3 separate regions of the Mus musculus genome follow, and all the other regions are linked to region 3. The links are chromatin contacts, called in public HiChIP or PLAC-seq and capture Hi-C maps. All regions are on one chromosome and are shown on one strand. Each heading gives the region's core, a stretch centred on a gene start, on an enhancer-like site or on the middle of the called end of the contact. The rest is flanking DNA. Distances are from core to core; before and after follow the strand shown. Region 1 overlaps Dusp16 (dual specificity phosphatase 16). Region 2 holds the start of Mansc1 (MANSC domain containing 1). Region 3 has its middle 72 kb from the start of Gm46977.

Region 1 (2,763 bases), core at 61-2,560, 820 kb after region 3:
GAGCTCCCTTACAGAAGCAGGGGTAGAGTAGAGGGGACAAGGAGGTTTGTGGAGGGGAAACTGAGAAAGGCGATAATATTTGAAATGTAAATAATATAGCCAATAAAAAATAAATAATTCAACTCAAATTGCAAATTTTTTTTGGTTCTTAAATACCTAAATTAATGGCATACAGCCTAAAGTTTTCCCAGTACTGATAAACTGCAAACAAAATGTACCAGGGAACCAGACATACTTGCCTGAAATTACAGCTACTCAGGATGTTGAGACAGTGAATCCCAAATTTCAAGCCTGCCTGAGCTATATAGCTTATTCAAGGCCAGCCTGGGCAAGTAGTTCAGCCCTATATAACTCAGTAGATCAAAGTTAGCATGGCTTACACAGAGAAACCTTGTCTCCATTGAAAAAGAAGAGGAGAAGGAAGAAGAGAAGGAAGAGGAGGAGATGTGGGGGTGGTAGAACATGGGTGAGATGAGGCCTAGTGGTAGAACACGGAATTACATCGAAAAGTCCTAGAAATAATCCCAACACCAAAAACAAAAAACAAAAACAAAAACAAAAACCCAAGTATTAATAAAATGTATTAAATAAAATGTACTTCTATAAAATTGTTTTTAGTATAAGATTAGAAGTTTGGGGGTCTTATTTTTAAAAACTCTCAAACAGTACAGTGTTTCACAATATACTATCCAAATTCCTTACAGCTTTTGACAAAACTCCACGTGAAGAACCAGGTTCATTCTATGAAAACAAAACAGAAGCTACTATATGGTTCCTGATGTACCAAATGCCCTGCTTCATTGAAGTGCCGTTGTTTAATACAGAAGGCCTTGTTCTTTTAATTTATCCAAGCAAATATGCAGCATGACTGCTAGCACCAAATAACAAATGTCCAACAAAAGGCCAGAGTGGACCAGGTTTCCCACAATGATTCCTAAAATACATCTTATGTTGGACAGGAAGACATTTCCTCAGAATTCTGTACTCAAGTATTTATAGACTATACACACATACCTTTCCTAAAATAAAGAAATGGAAGCCGAGTTATAGCTTAGTTACAGCACTTACATAGCATGCAAAGTCAAAAAAATTAATTTTTAAATGTAATTACTTTTTTATTTTCAATAAAAATTTAGAATGACTATCAAAAGCCAAATCACCTTTAAAGTTAAGAACTATAAACTTCTCTACCATCCTTTGTTGGTGATGCTATCCAGCAATCAAATAACCACACAGTACCATACCCTCTCAAATCCTGTCTACTCTTCTGATGATAAAATGCTTTAAGTGGTCAGAAGAACAAAAGAGAAAAGAATTATCTCAGGGCTGGCAAGATAGCTCAACCTTCTCTGGTAAAGGTGCTTACCACACAAGCCTGAGATAGTCACATACTCTTGAAAGAGTTGTATTAGAAGGAGAAGGTTTCTTAAGTAGATTGACCCACGTTTGACCCCAGAACTCATGTAAAGTTGGAAGGAGAGAACCAAGTCCACAGAGAACCATATACAAGCAATGGCAAACATACACTGACATACACACACACACTGACACTAGCACACATACCAACTCTAACACACACACAATGACTAATATACACATTGACACTAACACACATACTGACTCCAACACACACACTGATGTAACTTTAATTTTTTTCAATGCCTATTTTTAATGATGACTCTTAAAAGCTTTAATCTCCCTGCTAGCCCACCACCCACCAGAGGTAGTAGAAAAGAAAAGATACAGGGGAAGTGGACCTGTTTAGTAATGCAACTCCCTTCTGTTCTGTCTGGAAATCGGCAGTTCAGTTCACAGGAGGAGGCGGTAGCAGCACGAATACACCAGCAGTGCGGTTTGGAAGTGGGGAGGCAAACACAAATCAACAGAGGTTATCACTACCTAGCAGAGACAGTGAGGCCTCAGCCTCCGCACAAATCAGCAGGAGGGACCAGGGTCAACAGGAATGCCAGGAGAAGTTCTCAGCTGGGCCTCTCAGTGAAACCAACAAGCCACAGCCAACTCCATATACAAGCCTAGCTCAGCCTCCTTCACTGGCCATCAGGTCCTATTTATACCCCCTCCAAACATCATGTACCTCAGCATGAGTCTGTCTCAGCTGGCATCACTCTGCCAATCAGCCCAAGTCCGTGGAAGCGGCAAGACACTGCAGCACACCACCAGAGGTTTTTCCGTGCGTTTCTCTCTATGGAGTCCCTATAAAGGCAGCTTAACTACACAGTGTAAGGTGGACCAATACTTGCATGTCATCAGGGAAGAATCCTTCATCACGTGTCCTTTCACATGTGTCCGCTTCAGCTAACCATTCCTTCACATGTTTGCCCCAGCAAAACACCATTCTAACCAACTTTCCAAAGAACCCTTCAGTTTCCACTTCACACTAACTCTAACACACACACATGCACGAATACACACAGACACTAACACACACAGATGCTGACCCAAGCACGTGCATACACACAATAATAAAAATAAAAGTTACCTCAGAGATTATCAAGTGTAATTCTCTTAAAGTTGAGAAAAATCAATGCTCAAGTGCCTCTAAATTAGCCCTACAACTACTTGGAATAGAAGGCTGCATAACCTAATCTACAGTAAAGAAGAATGGATGCAGGGCTTTAGGAGGGATGATAGAGACAATGTCCAGCAGACAGACGGTTGTTTAACCAGTGACCACTGCTCTCCTTTCTTCCTCTCTGCAGCAAACACACAGCTACTCAACAGACCTTCCCTCCCCTCCCAAAT
Region 2 (2,700 bases), core at 45-2,544, 670 kb after region 3:
CCAAGGAAGCAGAGGCAGGCAGATCTTGTGAGTTTAAGCCCAACCTAGTCTAAGTAATGAGTTCCAGGCTGGGCAGGGGTACACAGGGAAATGTAATCAATTAAATTAACAAATAGTTTCATTAGGGATATCCAACAGCTCTTAGGTGACTTAGATCTTCTGGCTTTTTTGATCCCTGATTAAGAATTACATATTAGGGTTGGAGAGATGGCTCAGAGGTTAAAAGCACTGACTGCTCTTTCAGAGGTCCTGAGTTCAATTTCCATCACCCACATGGTGGCTCACAACCATCTGAATTGGGATCTAATGCCCTCTTCTGGTGTGTCTGAAGGCAGTGGCAATGTACTCATAAATAAAATAAATAAAAAGAATTACATATTAGCACAATTGTAGTGCCATTAGTTCATGAAGTTATCTAATCCACTAAAGGTGTGAAGCTCAACTTAATCCTGTTGAAAAGGGGGACAGAGACATAGAGAGAAGAGAGCTTGCTGACTCGCTCAAACTTAACTTGTATGTAACTATTTCAAGTGTTGGCAATCATTTACAGCATACTATCAAGAAGTCGGTAGGTAACTCTCCTCTCCCCGTCTCTGTTTGCCTCTGTCTCTCTGTCTGTCTCTGTCTCTCTCTGTCCCTCTCTCTCCCTTCCCACCCCCACCCCACCCCCACCTTTACAGAGTATCACACAGCAGGTTGAATAAGGAAAAGGGAAGAGAAAGCATAGGAGAAAACATGGGAACTTTTTCCGTCCTTTGAGCAAGTACATGCTACTCCCTGAATTGCTTCAGCCGCCCTCTGCAGACAATTTGGAGCTTGTGCCATTTATAGCAGGTGCTTTCAAGCCCGCCCTACCATCTGTTTTGGGGACTATCCAGGCCAGCCCCCACTTTGCCCAAGTCTGGTCCCTAGGGTCGCTTCGGGGTGGTTGCTGGAGCTGGGCCCCGGAAAGGAACGGAGTTGTTCCCACAAGGGGTCGCGTCTACCCGAGGCCAGCCAGAGGCGGAAAGAGACGCCTTTACCTGCAAGCGAGAGACCCCTGTGGCCCCCGCGGCGCTTGGGCCCAAGGACAGTTAGGTCGCTTTTGCAAAGAACCAGCGAAGCGGCGCAAGGCTCTGGGGAGGATCGCAGGGGATGCTCCGCAGCTCCCGCACCGGTCCCGCAGATTTTGTCGTGACCAAGTTCCTGCTTCCGTCGCAGCGACTGAAAGTTTGCACGGGGGAAGGGCGCGTCCCTGCCCTGCAACCCGGAGCTGCTTCCCAGGCAACATCCAGCCTGACCGCCCCAGCCGGGATGTGCGAACCTAGCCGCCAGATCCCCAGCACCCAACGCACTGAGAGCCACTAGAGGGGGAGGATTGACTCTCGGGGTCACCAAGGGTCTTAAACCGTGCCGCTCGGCCGCGGGGAAGCCATGAAGAGCAAATGCACAGGTGCTGATGGGGAGGTCACACACCCAGGTGTACTCCCGCTCCACGCTGGGTCGCAGTCTTCTTGTCTTTAGCAAGCAACCACAATAAGCGCTGCTTTTTGTTTCCAGACGTTATCTGAAGGCCTGGCCGACTTGGAATTCTTTGGGTACGCAAGGACGACCTTCAACTCCTGATCCTCTTTCCTCTACCTCCAAAGTGCAGGTGTCACAGGGGTTCACCTCCACTTTCTGTTCAAGGACACCTTCTTGGTCAAAGATCACAGAGCATCCTAATTTGGGCATAATTAGGAGAGTCTATTTCCACAATTGGGGAACGGGAGGGGCTCAGTCACAGCTGGCAGTTCTCCAGCTAACTCTGTAAGGCACATGGCTTTTCCCGGGATGTACTGGGTTGTTGTTGCTGTGTGTTGTTGTTTATTTTGGCTTTTTTTTTCTTTGAGACAGGTTCTCACCTGTCTGGTCTCCAGCTCCACGTGTAACTGAGTATGAACTTTTAAGTCCTGATCTTCCTGCCTCTACCTCCCAAGTCATGATTTGTTTATGAGTATGGATAATAACGACGAAAGCAGTGCTGTCTGACACAGCTGTTAAAATGACATCCCTAAACACTTAGCGTAGCACTCTGGCTTTATGGTGGTTTAAAAGTATTTGACTAAAATGTACTTCTTAGCCGGGCGTGGTGGCGAATGCCTTTAATCCCGGCACTTGGGAGGCAGAGGCAGGCAGATTTTGAGTTCGAGGCCAGCCTGGTCTACAAAGTGAGTTCCAGGACAGCCAGGGCTACAGAGAAACCCTGTCTCAAAAAACCAAAAAAAAAAAGTACTTGTTGCCAAATAAATAGAAACGAGGCTTAAGTGGTTAAGTTATCTCTGACTGCTCCCTTCACTCCTGTTTGCATATAACCCCAAACGAATAAAACCTCATTAAGAGACTGATGTAATCCAGTCTAACTTTCGGCGCCATCTTCACATTGGCTGGGGCGGAAGAGTTTTGAAGCCGCAGTTATAGATGATTGTTCTGGGCCTGTACAGTCAACACATAAGCTGGCTTTAACCAGTAGCTGCAGGAAGTATATGTCGTCAGAGAAAGCTTGTGAACAACGGTCCATTGTGTGATACCAACTCGGGGCAGGTAGAGGGTGACCTACTTTCCAGTTATAGTAATGTTGCCACAGCTTGGTACCAAGGAGTAGCCAAGGAAAACTAGACTACAGTGTGGATTAATGACTGCGCTGGGGTAATTTTCTTGCAGCAACAAGATGAAGTGGAT
Region 3 (2,740 bases), core at 111-2,610:
GATCAAGTTGGCTTTATTCCAAAAGAACAGCGGTTGACCTAGTGTCAAAGAAATTCCCGCTGGCGGGGGATGAGGGCTTCCTCTTCTCAACATCTTCACCAGCACTTTTCTTACTTATTTTCTTAAGGACTGACTGCCGTTCTGACAGGAGAAAGATAAACTCTCAATTTAGCTTTGAATTTGACTTGTTCGTTTTGTGTTGCAGTACCGAGAACTGAATTTAGGGCCTTACACACTGGGCCAGTGTTCTACCTCTGACCTTTATCTCCAGTCCTCAAAAACAAACAAACAAAAAAGTTTTCACTTTTATTTTGAGACAAGGTTTTCCGTTTCCCAGGCTGCCCTTGAATTTATAATTCCCCGAAGGAGCATATATTTCGGGCTGATTTCAGTGAAGATTGGTTAAAGTCTTTCTATTTTAGAGACTTTCAGAAGTTTATTAGATTCAGATAACACTGACAACACACACGCATGCTAATTTAAAAAGAGAATTGAAGACTGACCATAGTTACAGTAACAGCTGAAATACAGGGTTTTAAAGAAGTCAGTATTCACCAGGAAGGCATTTTGCATTTGGAAATAAACAATTGATCTTTGGGTAATTTTAATTGTTTGAGCTGATTGAAATTTAAAACCAGTTTATTTCAGCCAGAAGTGATGGCCTTTGATCCCAGGACATGAGAGGCAACCCTGGTACTCAGTTTCAGGCCAGCTAGCGTGCGTGACTCCTCTCAAACAAACACGAAACAGCTCATTTGACCGGTTCTCCTGGAAAAAGTTCTAGTATAATAGTACGTGTTTGTTTGTTTGCTTGCTTATACTCTTTACTTAATAATAATTAAGATGATAAAAAAAAAAGAAGAGACAAAATGAGCCAGGATGTTAGTGAGGCCCTGGGTTGCACTAATGACTTTTTATTGTGTTTGAGATGGTCAGAGTCCTCATGCCTTGCTTATCCGAGCACACAGAATGCCACATACAAGCCTTCTGTTTGACTTGTCAGAATGAGAGGGGGTCAACTCTTCCTACTCACGCCTGGCAAGGTCTCTGCTAATGAAATAACAACAGTTGGCAATGCTCAGTTGATGCACGAGTGGCAATTTGTGTAGAATATGGGTTCTTTGAGGGCAGCAGCGTTGTCTTATTTCCAGCACCACACCCAATGTCTGACATATATTAAGGGCTCAATAAATATTTACTGCATATGTAGAAACTATCAAGACGTATCTCGGCGAACAATCGTACTTGAATCAGAGCCACATTCTCAGGAGAAGAATAGGAGCCGAGATCATGGGAGCTCATAAGAATGGGACCAGAATCAAAGAAATTAGCATCCTCTAGAGCTGGTGACACCCTTCATTGTCATGCTTATCTGAGGAACTCCTGTTCTCACCCTGTTCAACTCCAGCATGCTAACCATACTGTGACTACACTTAACTGTGTACTGAAGGAAGGCAACTCCCTGACCAAACATTCCAACAAATTTCAAATTTATCATTAGCCTCCCTAATGCTGGAGGACCACTATATCTTTAACATCAGTTTCTTTAAAAAAAAAAAAGAAGAAGAACTATTTATTTTTATTTAAGTATATTATGCATGTATGTATTATGTATGTCCAATTACCTAGATATATATCACATGTATTCAGGTTCCATGGAGGTCAGAAGAGGGTATCAGATCCCCTGAAACTGGAGTTACAGTTGTAACCCATGAGCCACCAGATGTGGGAACAGGTCCTCTGCAAGCCCAGGATGTACTCTTATAGACTGTATCATTTCTCCAGCCCCCAAGAGGGAACTGTATTTTTTAAATGATTGCCCTAGGCCAATGAGGTAGCTTAGCTCTTAAAAAGATTTGCCGTGCAAACCTGACATTCTGAGTTCAATCCTAGGAATCCATGACAAAAGGAAAGAACCAACTCCCAAAAGTTGCTCTCTGACCTACACACATGCACCATGGTACACATGTACCTGCATGCACACTGATTAAATAGCAACACAATAATAATGATACCACTACCAATAGTAAGATTATTATTTTAAATTGTGTCTGTGTGTGTGTGTGTGTGTCTGTGTGTGTGTGTGTGTGTGTGTGTGTGTGTGTGTGTGTGTGTGTGTGTGTGTAGGTAGGTAGGTTGGTTGCTGTGAGAACAGTTGCCCCACAGAGGTCAGAGGAGTTGGACTCTCCTGAAGCTGGAGTTACCGGTAGCTGTGAACCACCTCATGTGATTACTGGGAATTGAACTCAGGTCCTCTGGAAGAGCAGCACGTGCTCCTAACCACTAAGCCATCTCTCCAGCCACTAAATTTAATTTTAAAAGTTTTTATCCTGAAGGTTGACAGTCCTCCATACCTGGCTGAAGCCCTGTGCTTTCATTTGCTTGTTCGATGTAGGTAATCTCATACCTACCCAAGGTTATAAACTAGTTAACGCCAGATCTTTTTTGATTCCTTAGATTTGTCAAATCCATCCATGCTGATAAGATGTCTTGGAAACACTGATACCTGGACTTGCCACGTAGCTTCCTTAGGTTCACCTTGAATGAGGGCAGCAGCATCCCATAGGCTGAGACCCAGGCTGAATACAAAGGAAAGAAGCCACTGGACACCAGCATTCATCTCTACTTCCTGGCTCTAGGTGCAATGGCTGCTTGGCTCTCTTACCACCATGCCTTCTCTGCTCTAATAGCCTGTACTTTCAAACTCTGAGCGAAACTAACCTCTTTCTTCATTGAGTTG

Evidence for each region. HiChIP or PLAC-seq counts read pairs in DNA pulled down with a chosen protein or histone mark. Capture Hi-C pulls out chosen DNA fragments and counts their contacts.
Region 1: a capture Hi-C map of embryonic stem cells shows a contact between it and region 3, with 3 times the contacts expected there. The contact joins two enhancer-like sites. A contact is called at or near these places in 1 of 39 promoter capture datasets (hippocampal neurons) and 1 of 9 other capture datasets (embryonic stem cells).
Region 2: a contact with region 3 is called in an H3K27ac HiChIP or PLAC-seq map of embryonic stem cells, with 5 read pairs. The contact joins the promoter of Mansc1 here to the enhancer-like site in region 3. A contact is called at or near these places in 4 of 15 datasets of contacts at CTCF or cohesin (the NIH/3T3 cell line, large pre-B cells, pro-B cells and 1 more), 83 of 484 Hi-C or Micro-C datasets (the AML12 cell line, B cells, the C2C12 cell line and 46 more), 7 of 115 datasets of contacts at active chromatin or transcription factors (bone marrow-derived macrophages, embryonic stem cells and fibro-adipogenic progenitors) and 4 of 9 other capture datasets (adipose tissue, embryonic stem cells, liver and 1 more).

The regions. Positions count from the first base shown.
Region 1 is chr6:134,779,756-134,782,518 of GRCm38.p6, forward strand. The region is part of intron 1 of Dusp16 (dual specificity phosphatase 16); the gene reads right to left. Among named protein-coding and RNA genes, the nearest start is that of 1700055D16Rik, 11 kb to the right of the region's middle. Within about 2 kb of position 1,311, at least 24 of the 459 cell types and tissues checked have an H3K27ac peak or open chromatin away from gene starts, as enhancers often do. A contact at or near this core is called in embryonic stem cells, where this site is marked.
Region 2 is chr6:134,631,194-134,633,893 of GRCm38.p6, forward strand. Mansc1 (MANSC domain containing 1) reads right to left here and starts at 1,295. Exons shown (of 4, transcript NM_026345.4): 1 at 1,023-1,295.
Region 3 is chr6:133,962,146-133,964,885 of GRCm38.p6, forward strand. No RefSeq gene overlaps it. Among named protein-coding and RNA genes, the nearest start is that of Gm46977, 72 kb to the right of the region's middle. Within about 2 kb of position 1,361, at least 9 of the 459 cell types and tissues checked have an H3K27ac peak or open chromatin away from gene starts, as enhancers often do. A contact at or near this core is called in embryonic stem cells and liver, where this site is marked.